Regions from separate parts of the Mus musculus genome. Here regions 1 and 2 are each linked to region 3. The links are chromatin contacts, called in public ChIA-PET and promoter capture Hi-C maps. All regions are on one chromosome and are shown on one strand. The core of a region is the stretch at or near the end of the contact, and the rest is flanking DNA. Distances in the headings are between cores, read along the strand shown. Region 1 holds the start of Sec11a (SEC11 homolog A, signal peptidase complex subunit). Region 2 overlaps Crtc3 (CREB regulated transcription coactivator 3). Region 3 holds the start of Iqgap1 (IQ motif containing GTPase activating protein 1).

What was found. Promoter capture Hi-C pulls out the DNA fragments that hold promoters and counts their contacts. ChIA-PET counts read pairs in DNA pulled down with a chosen protein or histone mark.
Region 1: a contact with region 3 is called in an RNA polymerase II ChIA-PET map of memory CD8 T cells, with 67 read pairs. The contact joins the promoter of Sec11a here to the promoter of Iqgap1 in region 3. A contact is called at or near these places in 1 of 39 promoter capture datasets (erythroid cells), 2 of 484 Hi-C or Micro-C datasets (CD4 T cells and natural killer cells), 5 of 115 datasets of contacts at active chromatin or transcription factors (the SCID.adh cell line, effector CD8 T cells, embryonic stem cells and 1 more) and 1 of 9 other capture datasets (adipose tissue).
Region 2: a promoter capture Hi-C map of liver shows a contact between it and region 3, with 2.5 times the contacts expected there. The contact joins the enhancer-like site here to the promoter of Iqgap1 in region 3. A contact is called at or near these places in 3 of 39 promoter capture datasets (hippocampal neurons and liver), 1 of 484 Hi-C or Micro-C datasets (bone marrow-derived macrophages), 3 of 115 datasets of contacts at active chromatin or transcription factors (bone marrow-derived macrophages, pancreatic cancer cells and pro-B cells) and 2 of 9 other capture datasets (adipose tissue and pancreatic islet).

What each region holds. Positions count from the first base shown.
Region 1 is chr7:80,946,176-80,948,988 of GRCm38.p6, reverse strand. Sec11a (SEC11 homolog A, signal peptidase complex subunit) reads left to right here and starts at 1,439. Exons shown (of 6, transcript NM_019951.1): 1 at 1,439-1,587. The coding sequence starts at 1,537.
Region 2 is chr7:80,603,625-80,606,814 of GRCm38.p6, reverse strand. Crtc3 (CREB regulated transcription coactivator 3) reads left to right here. Exons shown (of 15, transcript NM_173863.2): 8 at 982-1,067; 9 at 2,415-2,464. Among named protein-coding and RNA genes, the nearest start is that of Gm15880, 31 kb to the left of the region's middle. Within about 2 kb of position 1,419, at least 17 of the 459 cell types and tissues checked have an H3K27ac peak or open chromatin away from gene starts, as enhancers often do. A contact at or near this core is called in liver, where this site is marked.
Region 3 is chr7:80,801,576-80,804,810 of GRCm38.p6, reverse strand. Iqgap1 (IQ motif containing GTPase activating protein 1) reads left to right here and starts at 1,480. Exons shown (of 38, transcript NM_016721.2): 1 at 1,480-1,670. The coding sequence starts at 1,616.

The DNA of each region.
Region 1 (2,813 bases), core at 190-2,689, 140 kb before region 3:
CTACTATGCCCAGCTTTTTTTTTTTTTTTTTTTTTTTTTGGTAGCATCTCTCTATTATGAATCTCTGGCTGTCCTGGAATTCACTATTTAGACCAGGCTGGCCTCGAACTTGCAGAGATCTACCTGTCTTCCCCCCATCACCCACTTGTACGAGATGCTTTTAAAGCTTCCCAACTAAATAGCTTATTCACCTTTTTTGGACCCACAGGATTTTGAGCTGCTCTTGGGGCTCTTCAAGGCACAAAATACAGGGTCAAAGCTCATTCCCACTTAATTTGAACTTAGGTTGAATTTAACACTGACAAGCTTATGTGAAGGTTTCTACTAGCCAGAATTTAGATCGAGAACCACATCAACAGTTATTAATGAAGAAGTCATTCTGATACACATATCTGGTACTGTCACGGAAGCTGGGATACCTATGGGGCACCCCATGGGGGTTTCTATGTATTTTCTTTTATAAAACTTTCTAACTTGGAAATTCTAAACATTTCCTATCCCATCTCAGTAAATGTAAGGTTTCTACTAATAGTTGAAGATAGTCTTTCTCTCTTTCCTCTCTTTAAATTCAAGTACTGATTTTGTGCCTTATACATGCCAGCTGTGCGGCCACCACTGGGAATTTAACAGTGAACAAGACATCAGCGGTTTCCTTTCCATTCTCACACCTACTTTATTGTGCTATAATTCACATACCATACAGTCCACTAAGGCGCACAATTCAATGGTTTTAGTATATACATGGAGTTGTACATCTATCACCCACCAAAAGAAACCCCATGGCAATGATGTCACTTCTAATCCCCGCCCCTGTGAAAATTTGCGGGTCAAATAAATGGCTCACATCCAAGTGTCAGGAGACAAAGCAAATCACTGTTGGTAAAGGTCAAAACTGAGACGGGTCTTCCTGGCCACCTGCACCACCAGTGCCCTCATGACACTAAGGCATCTTGTGATCAATTGGCGTGTGTGTGTGTGTGTGTGTGTGTGTGTGTGTGTGTGTGTGTGTGTGTATACAATGCTTTAAAAGACACACACAGCTTCCGGTAGCGAACCGCAGCGTGCTCCACCTGAGAACAAACAGCAAGGCACCACGTCCCGAGCCACACCCGTGCCCCAGCAGCACGCAGGAAGACACCGACTTCGCGCTGGCGCAGACTCGGCTTCCGATTGGCCAGGCCTGTCCAAGGGCCCGCCTTCCGCACGCTGTGGGCTTAGCTAACCTAGGGTCACTGTCTTCGGGAGCCGCCGCGCGGGCTGAGCACAGAAAGCAGCCTTCAGCCGGTTCTCGGCCGGAGAAGGCTACGGTCCTTTTTTGACAAGGCCAGGCCCTGGGCTGTTCTAGGGGGCTCACAAGTCATTCTTTGTCCATTCTCTGCTCAGAAGGGAGGAGCTTCGCCTGCTCCCGCCCCGGAAGCGGAAGTGCAGGCATCAGGGGGTTCTGTCCACGGTGAGCCCGGCCCGTGTTGCAGCGGTCCCTCTTGGTGGTTCTATCGCGCCCTCTTGGCTGCTAGTTGTCGCGCTCTCCATCTCACCATGCTGTCTCTAGACTTTCTAGACGATGTGCGGCGGATGAACAAGAGGCAGGTGAGACGGGCCGCCCTCTCTCTCTCTGCCAGGGTTCCTCTGGTCTCTTTGCCGTTGCGGGGCGCCCCGCGGATCTCTGGGCGGGATTGAGGGCCTGCGTGGGTCGGTTGCCTGTATGGATCATTTCTTTCTTTGCAGACTGTAGGTAGCCAAGACCTCTTTGCCCCCATTCATAGCACCAGATTCGGGGGACCGAGAGGGAAGGAGAGAACCTTTGCGATCCCTTCCCCCCGAGGAGGCAGGGGAGTAAGTGAAAACTATAGGGCGCTTTGTAAGTGGGAGTTTGGGACACTGTAAAGCGGCAGACTTAACCGTTTCTGGTGGGGCTCTGGGGAAAGCCATTACAGGTCCCACAGGAGCCGTTGTGTTGCTTTCATTGTGTAGCCACCTTTCAGCCCAGCTAGACCTCAGTGAGCTTCATCCATTTTAACTAGGGTCACTCTAAGCTCGGAGTTGAATCTGTTATACCACTTGTGTGCCAGTTTCCTTGGCAGAAAGGTGACAGTCCACTGAATCTTTGATGATAGATGTCAGTGGAACAGAAATCTTGAAACTTAAATCAGATTTTATCCTTCAGTCTTGCTGTCTTCTAGCTCATGTGTTAGAAGGTACTGAGAACACGGTCACCTTTTTGTCTCCTGAACCGAATGTTCTGGTAGCAATTGACCTTTTCCCTGCCTCCCTACCCCCCTCGTATTTTGGTATTAAGAATTGTCTCATTTAAAGATTTGGTTTATTTTGGAACAGGACTTTGTTTTGCCCTGTTTATAATTATTACATAGAAAAGTAGGTCCGTCTCTTCTTAGACATACATACAAAATTGTGAGACATTCCAGTCAGAACAGCTTTAAGGAGTAGCTGTCACTTAACTGTCTTCTGTATGGACTCCTATTTCGGTGATGGGGATCAATACCAGGGCCTTGCATTCATCACAGGCTACCAGAACCGCGCTTCTAGTTTTGAAAGACCTTATTTTTATTACTTTATTTCGAGACAGAGTCTTGCTATGTAGTCCTCCTGCCTCAGCCTCATGAGAGGTAGATTTATAGATATATGTCACAACATGGCATCACTGGCTGGTATGACTCTGCCCTGTTGCCTGGAACTCACCGTGTAGCCCAAGCTGGCTTTGAGCTGGACTCCTGCCTTCGCATCTTGAGTCAGGGTAAATAACCGTATTTTCTTTTTTAAGTTTGTTTGATTGTTTTTCAAATGTGCTGAAAATC
Region 2 (3,190 bases), core at 170-2,669, 200 kb after region 3:
GCTGCCTTTGTCCCCTGGCTGTTGATACTGTCCTCACATTTGAATCCATTTCTTAACCATTCCTTCAGCCTCTACACTGACACACAAAGGGCTGGAAAGATGGCTCAGTGGGTAAGAGCACCGGCTGCTCTTCCAAAGGACCCGGTTCAATTCCTAGCATGCACATGGTGGCTCACAACTATCTATGACTAGTTCCAGGAGATCTGATGCCCTCTTCTGGTCTCCACAGGCACTAGTGTTCATATAGTATACAGACACACATAGGCAAATCGCCCATACACACAAAATAATACAATAATTAAAGAAAAAAGTATGTTAAAAAATAGTGTTTGCTAAGGAAATCATGTTCACTAGTCAGTGTGGCACATGCTTATAATCCCACCACTTGAGAGGACAGCTGAGAGCCTGAGGCCAGCCTGAGCTACGTGGCAGGTTCCTTGACAGCCAACCCTAAATGCTAACTAAGAGACATTTAAATTTTTTCTTTTCTCTTCTTTTCTCTCCTCTCCTCCCCTCTCCTCTCCTCTCCTCCCCTCTCCTCTCCTCTCCTCCCCTCTCCTCTCCTCTCCTCCCCTCCCCTCTCCTCCCGTCCCCTCCCCTCCCCTCCCCTCTCATCCCCTCTCCTCCCCTCCCCTCCCCTCCCCTCCCCTCCCCTCCCCTCCCCTCCCCTCCCCTCCCCTCCCCTCCCCTCCCCTCCCCTCTTTTCTTTTCTTTTGAGACAGGGTCTCTTTATGTAGCTCTAGCTGTCCTGGAACTTCCTATGTAGAGTAGGCTGGCCTCAAATTCACAGAGATCCATCTGCCTCTGTCCCTGCCTCCCTGGTATGGGATTAAAGGTTTGCCGCCACCCCCTCCCACTCCCCGCCCTGCCCCCGCCCTGCCCCCGCCCCCACCCCCAGCAGTTTTAAACAAGCTAATTGATTTGGCCCAGGTTGGCCGCCCTCTTCTCTAATTCAATGAATATGCTTCTTCTCCCTTTTAGTAGCCGCCTTCCCGGGTCCGCTGAAAGAAGAGAATCTGTTAAATGTCCCGAAGCCACTGCCTAAACACCTGTGGGAGAGCAAGGAGGTGGGTGAGCCGTCCTGGGTTGTGCTTGTCAGTCCTGGCAGCCTGCCCCGCAGAGGTGGAAACCAGAACTGGGGAAAAGGAAGAGAGGATTTGTCTGGACACAGACACTGGAAAGACAGTGGGGAGATCTGTCCCCCACGGGTCACCGTGATCTGTGGGCGATTAGTGCAGTGCCCCTGGGGTTTCCAAGCTTTTCTGTGGATTTGCTGATTCTCGAATGGAAATTGTTAAGCTGCTCACCTTACATGGTCAGAAGCCCGGAGATTTGGGCATGAAAGGGCAGATGTCTCTGCTTTGGAGCCATCTCCAGCTCCTGTCGAGAACTGCTATCATGCCAGATGATCATTCCTAAAATCAAAGGCCTTTGACCCAAGCAGCAATGAGTCATCTGTTTACTACTGATTTCTCTGAGCTTTGAATGTTAGCGTCTGAAATCCTAGTCACTGGCCTCCCTCCACGACCCCTTTGTAAACCTCACCCACTGCGGAGCTTAGCTTAGCCTCTTTCTGTAGAGAGCTGTCTTGTGAGAAAGTCCTCCATCCACCCCTAGTGATGGCCAGATGCAGTTGGCTGTTTGGTCTCTGTGCTTAACTACCCCCGCACCCCCCCTCCGGTTTCCCCCCCTCGGGATCCCATTGGTCTCCACGTCCCTCCCCCTTCCCCCTCAGGATCCCATTGGACCTGCTTCCCTCCCAGCGGGATCACATTGGCCCTTTTCCACCCTACCCTCCCATTGGTCCTACTCCTTTCCTCCATCAAACTTATTGGAAGTCTCTGCATCAGTGTGGTCTTGAAAGCTTTTTATAAATATGTAGTTGATGTTTTAACTTTAGGGGCCTAAAAGAAGACAGATAATGGCGTGCAGGTGCATTCACAAATACCATGAGCTGCTCTCTCTGAGAGACAGTTGTCTCCCTTGGTTAATGCACACTCTAGTTCCAGGGTCCTTTTCCCTCTCTCCTCCCTCTCCCCATTGCCCCGTTTTGCTTTTTGTTTTGTTTTGATTTTGCTTTTTTATTTCCTTCTTTTTCTCCCATGCTAATTGAAAAAAAATTTTTTTAATCTAAATATGCAAAACATTTGCCTTTTTGAAGGAAGTAACATTTAACTAGAAGGTAAGTTAATAAGGCATCGAGCTAAGAAAAGGTGCTAATGGTATATATACTTCTTTTGTCTGGAAATTTAAGAAATTTAAAATTCCTCAAAACTTAAATGGCTGCTCTGTGCAGATGCCCTTGGTTTGCTCCGTCTCTCTTGGCCTCTGACTAGGGTGGCCAGATCCCTACTTTTCAAACACTTGAATTTGGCTGTGCACTGAGTAAGCCCAACTTTCTTTGTTCTTCCCAGATCCAGTCCCTGTCTGGGCGCCCTCGATCCTGTGATGTTGGGGGCGGCAAGTAAGTCATACTCCTTCTGCTGAAGGTTTCCAGTCTTTCCTGCTCTGTCACAGATCTGTTTATAAGTCAAAGTCAACTGCATTTGCATAAAATGACTGTTCTCTTTGGTCCTCATAGTTAATGTTTTTGAGACAGTTCATTATACAGCTGACATAAGCCAGTAAATTACCCTGCATGTGCAGAGGGATTGTGAGGCCGAGGTGTTGACACATCAAAGGAGGCCGAGTTGGGGGACTCGGCTGAGGACCCCAACAAGCTATTGTTAGCGGAACCTTTGAAACAGCCGGAAGGATGGTCTCTAGTCTTTGGACATGTACCCACACATGCATTTAATTAATTGATTAACTCATCAATTAATTGAAAGCACACCTTGGTTGACACCTCAAACCAACCAACACTTAGGCTATCTGTTAACCCTGGGGAGCTCTGGAGCTAGCATCTGCTAGGTGAAGGGGCTGCCTTGCTGCTCTTACCTGTAGCATTCCATCAGTTCATACAGATGGGTTTTGACTCCTAATTTTCAGGACCAGATCCAGAAATAAACAGAACAAGTCAGTCCCCGCTTGTAGCGTGCCAGTGTTCTTAGTGAAACAGAGAGGGAAAGGGAGGCAAAGCCAAGGAAGACGTGGATGAGCAGTGGGGGGATAGATGCTGACGAAAGCCGTCTGATAGGGTAGTGGTGACAGAACCCAGCCTGAGGAAAGGAGATGAGGGACGCAGGCAGAG
Region 3 (3,235 bases), core at 231-2,730:
TTCTGGCTGTCCTGGAACTCACTATGTAGACCAGGCTGGCCTTGAACTCACCGAGATCTGCCTGCTATTGTCTCCTGAGTGCTGGGATTAAAGTCGTGCCTCAACATGCCCAACTAAGAAGAAAGTTTGTAAGGAAAGAGCTAGTAAATTGAAAATGGCTGGAACAAAGAGCCTGGAATTGGGTTGTAAAGGTGCCCACCTGGCATGGGAAAGTACACAAACTGCACTGTGAAGGGAGTAACAGGAAAAATTACATCTATGACAAGAACTCGGAAGCTGGGTGTGGTGGCACATGCTTTTAGTTCTAGCAATCAGGAGGAAGAGACAGGTGGATCTTCAAGGGTAGCCTTGCCTATTTAGTGGGCTCCAGGACAGCCAGAACTACATAGTGAGACTTGTCCCCCTTCCCAAAGAACTCCGTACTTTGGAAAGAGCATGCTGGCAATCATGATGATCTGGTTGGCACAAGTGAGAATAGAGATTATGATGATCAAAAAAGTGTTATCACAGGTGGGGACAGAAACAAAACTAGATGCTTCAGAAATAGAGGTGAGTCGAGGAACCTGGGGTGTGTGTGTGACTGGTGATGGAACACTTCCAGAGAGTGGGGCAGGAACAGGATCAACGTTTGACAGGTTTTAGTGTCTGTGAGAGGTCCAAAAATGCACGTTAGATAGTTTGGAACTACTGAGGGGCTTCTAGATGGTCTGGATTGTAAGTAGAAGCCATCAACTGTTTATGGTGAGGGTAAGAGTCCTGAGAATGGGACTTTTACTTTATTATTATTATTATTATTATTATTATTATTATTATTATTAGAGCCAGTGATTCACTCCAATCCAGGCTGGTTCAGAATAGAATTCGGTTGAATACTGGCACTTTAAAAGATCACAAGGGTAAAGAGACGAGGCATCCTTATTAATAGGGTCAAGATAACCCCCCTAAGATCTTGCAGATTGTAAAGAGCTGATAAACAGCTCTTCCGCGTGAGCATCGTCATCCCCCAGTTTAAGAGATTGAGCAGTTCTATTCTTTAGCACTGTTGGGGAGAACAGAGGTCAGATTGACAGAATGTAGCAGAGAGTAGGAGTGGGAGTCTTTCCTGACAGTGGGTCCTACTTGCTTCCAATAATCACACTCTGGGCCACTTGCAACGGCTCCTTGAAGGAGCCGCGGTGCAGAGGGGGTTAACTCAGTTGTCAGGAGAAGGCAGGCGCCTAAAAACATTTGGATTTCAAGCTGTAGACATTGGCGGCCTTTTAGTCAGAGCCGCAGATAGGGCGACAGCGGAGGAGTGTCGGGACAACGGACCAAGCCGGCCTAGGGACTCGCTACAGCACCCCGCCTCCTCGCTTCCGCAAGTGGAGAGCGAAGAGGGCAGGGGCGGGTCCTGTAATACTGACCACGCCCCTTCCGCTCGCTCCGGGGAGCGCAGCTGGGCGTGGACTCAAGGGCGGGGTCTGCGGGGCGGGACCTGCAGGGTGGGGCCGATGGCGCGGGGCGGGGCTCTGAGGACAGCGACAGCCCGCGCACTGGGCAGGAGTTACTGCTGCTACGGTCGCCCGCGTCTTCAAGGTCTCTGCGCTTCCTCACCGGAGACCTGGACTCGGCCGCCATGTCCGCCGCGGAGGAGGTTGATGGCCTGGGTGTGGTCCGGCCGCACTATGGCTGTGAGTGCCGAGGGCTTGGGGGTGCGCGGGCGAGGGACCAAGCTCGGGTTTTCCCAGGGGCTCAGCCGGGCGGGTGCGCCGGGTGGCTTGGGACCGCACGGACCCGGAAGAGCAGCTGGCTGTATGGCTGGTAGCAAGGTTGGCGCCCGAGCCTTCTCGAGCTCCGGAGGCGGCGGGTAGAAACCTGGAGGCCTCTGCCTTCGCTAGGCGCTGCGGCAGGGGAGCCCCACCCAGCTCCTCCACCGGTTAGTTCTACTGAGATTGGGGAAGACGGCCTAGGGTGAGGTGGCAGGAGAACTGACTGTGCAGGGCGTGTCCTGGGCACTGGACCCAGGGGTTCTGCTCGGGCGTGGTGGGAAGGTGCTGCCCGGATTGCTGCCTGCGAGGGTGACCCAGGGCGCAGACCCGCGCAGCCTCAGGCTAGCTGCGAGGTGCAGTTTTAGGCAAGCAGCTTATGCTTTCTCCTGCTGGGTTCTTTCTTTAGCATTTCAAAAGTAAAATTAAAACATAAACACACCCAAACCGGCTCCCCCCACTTCCTCATTTTCTGTGACTATCCCTGCAACCTTAGTAAACTAACCAGCTGTACGTGGGATAGTAGTTACAAGAGGATCCCTTTGAGTCCCAGGTTTAGATTTTATGTTTTGGGAAAAGTACTTTCTTAAAGGATACTTTAACACATCCAGTTATGCATTGGATAGTGTTATAATGTGTGCTACGTTTGTGAAATTAGGGATGAAAAAGATCAAACAGTGCCTTCAAAACCTGTCCGAGAAAGAGACAGGTGTACAGAGATTGATAATTAGATGAGGGGTTGGGAATTTAGCCCAGTGGTAGAGTGCTTGCTTAGCAAGTGCAAGTCCTCAGCTCCAAGAAAAAAACCAATAAGGTGCAATAAAGATAAACGATGCATGAACTAACTCTAACTGGGTATAAAGAGTAATGGGGGTGAAGAGAAGGGACTTAACAAGGCCATGGGAAGGTAGGTGCTGACTTTTAAACAGAGGCTTGGAGGATGCAGTGTGGGGCAGGGTGAGCAAGACATGACTTTGAGAGGGCAGACACAAACTAAATATGGTATTGGAGAACATAGGGTTACTGTACGTGGAAAACCGAGGGCATCGAAGTGCAGAGGTGGAATTGAAAGGGAGAGGAGAAAAGTAAAAAGGATTTCCCGAAGTAGCCCAGGCTAGAGTGAGAATAGCTCTGATTGCCTTCCCAAGGAGTTATCCCTTGGGAAGACAGTGGAGAAGGCAGATGGCTACAAGGTAAAGTCCACAGGCCCTGGAGTCAGGTGGGCTGCAAAGGCCCTTGATTAGCCCTCTGACTGAGTTCTTCCAGCCTCAGTATCCTCAGCTGTCAAATAGTGGTGATCACAGGATGGGTCTGGGCTAGAGTAGGAGCATGTGTGTAAACTGTGTAGTCCAGGAGCTTCGGTTATGAAGAGAGGGGAGAGTGTGACCAACAAGGATAGACTATAGTTGATGCCTCTTGAAGCTACAAGAAAATGTAGTACATATATATTTAAAACACTTAAAATTTTGGTTCCTTGATAATTTCTTTTT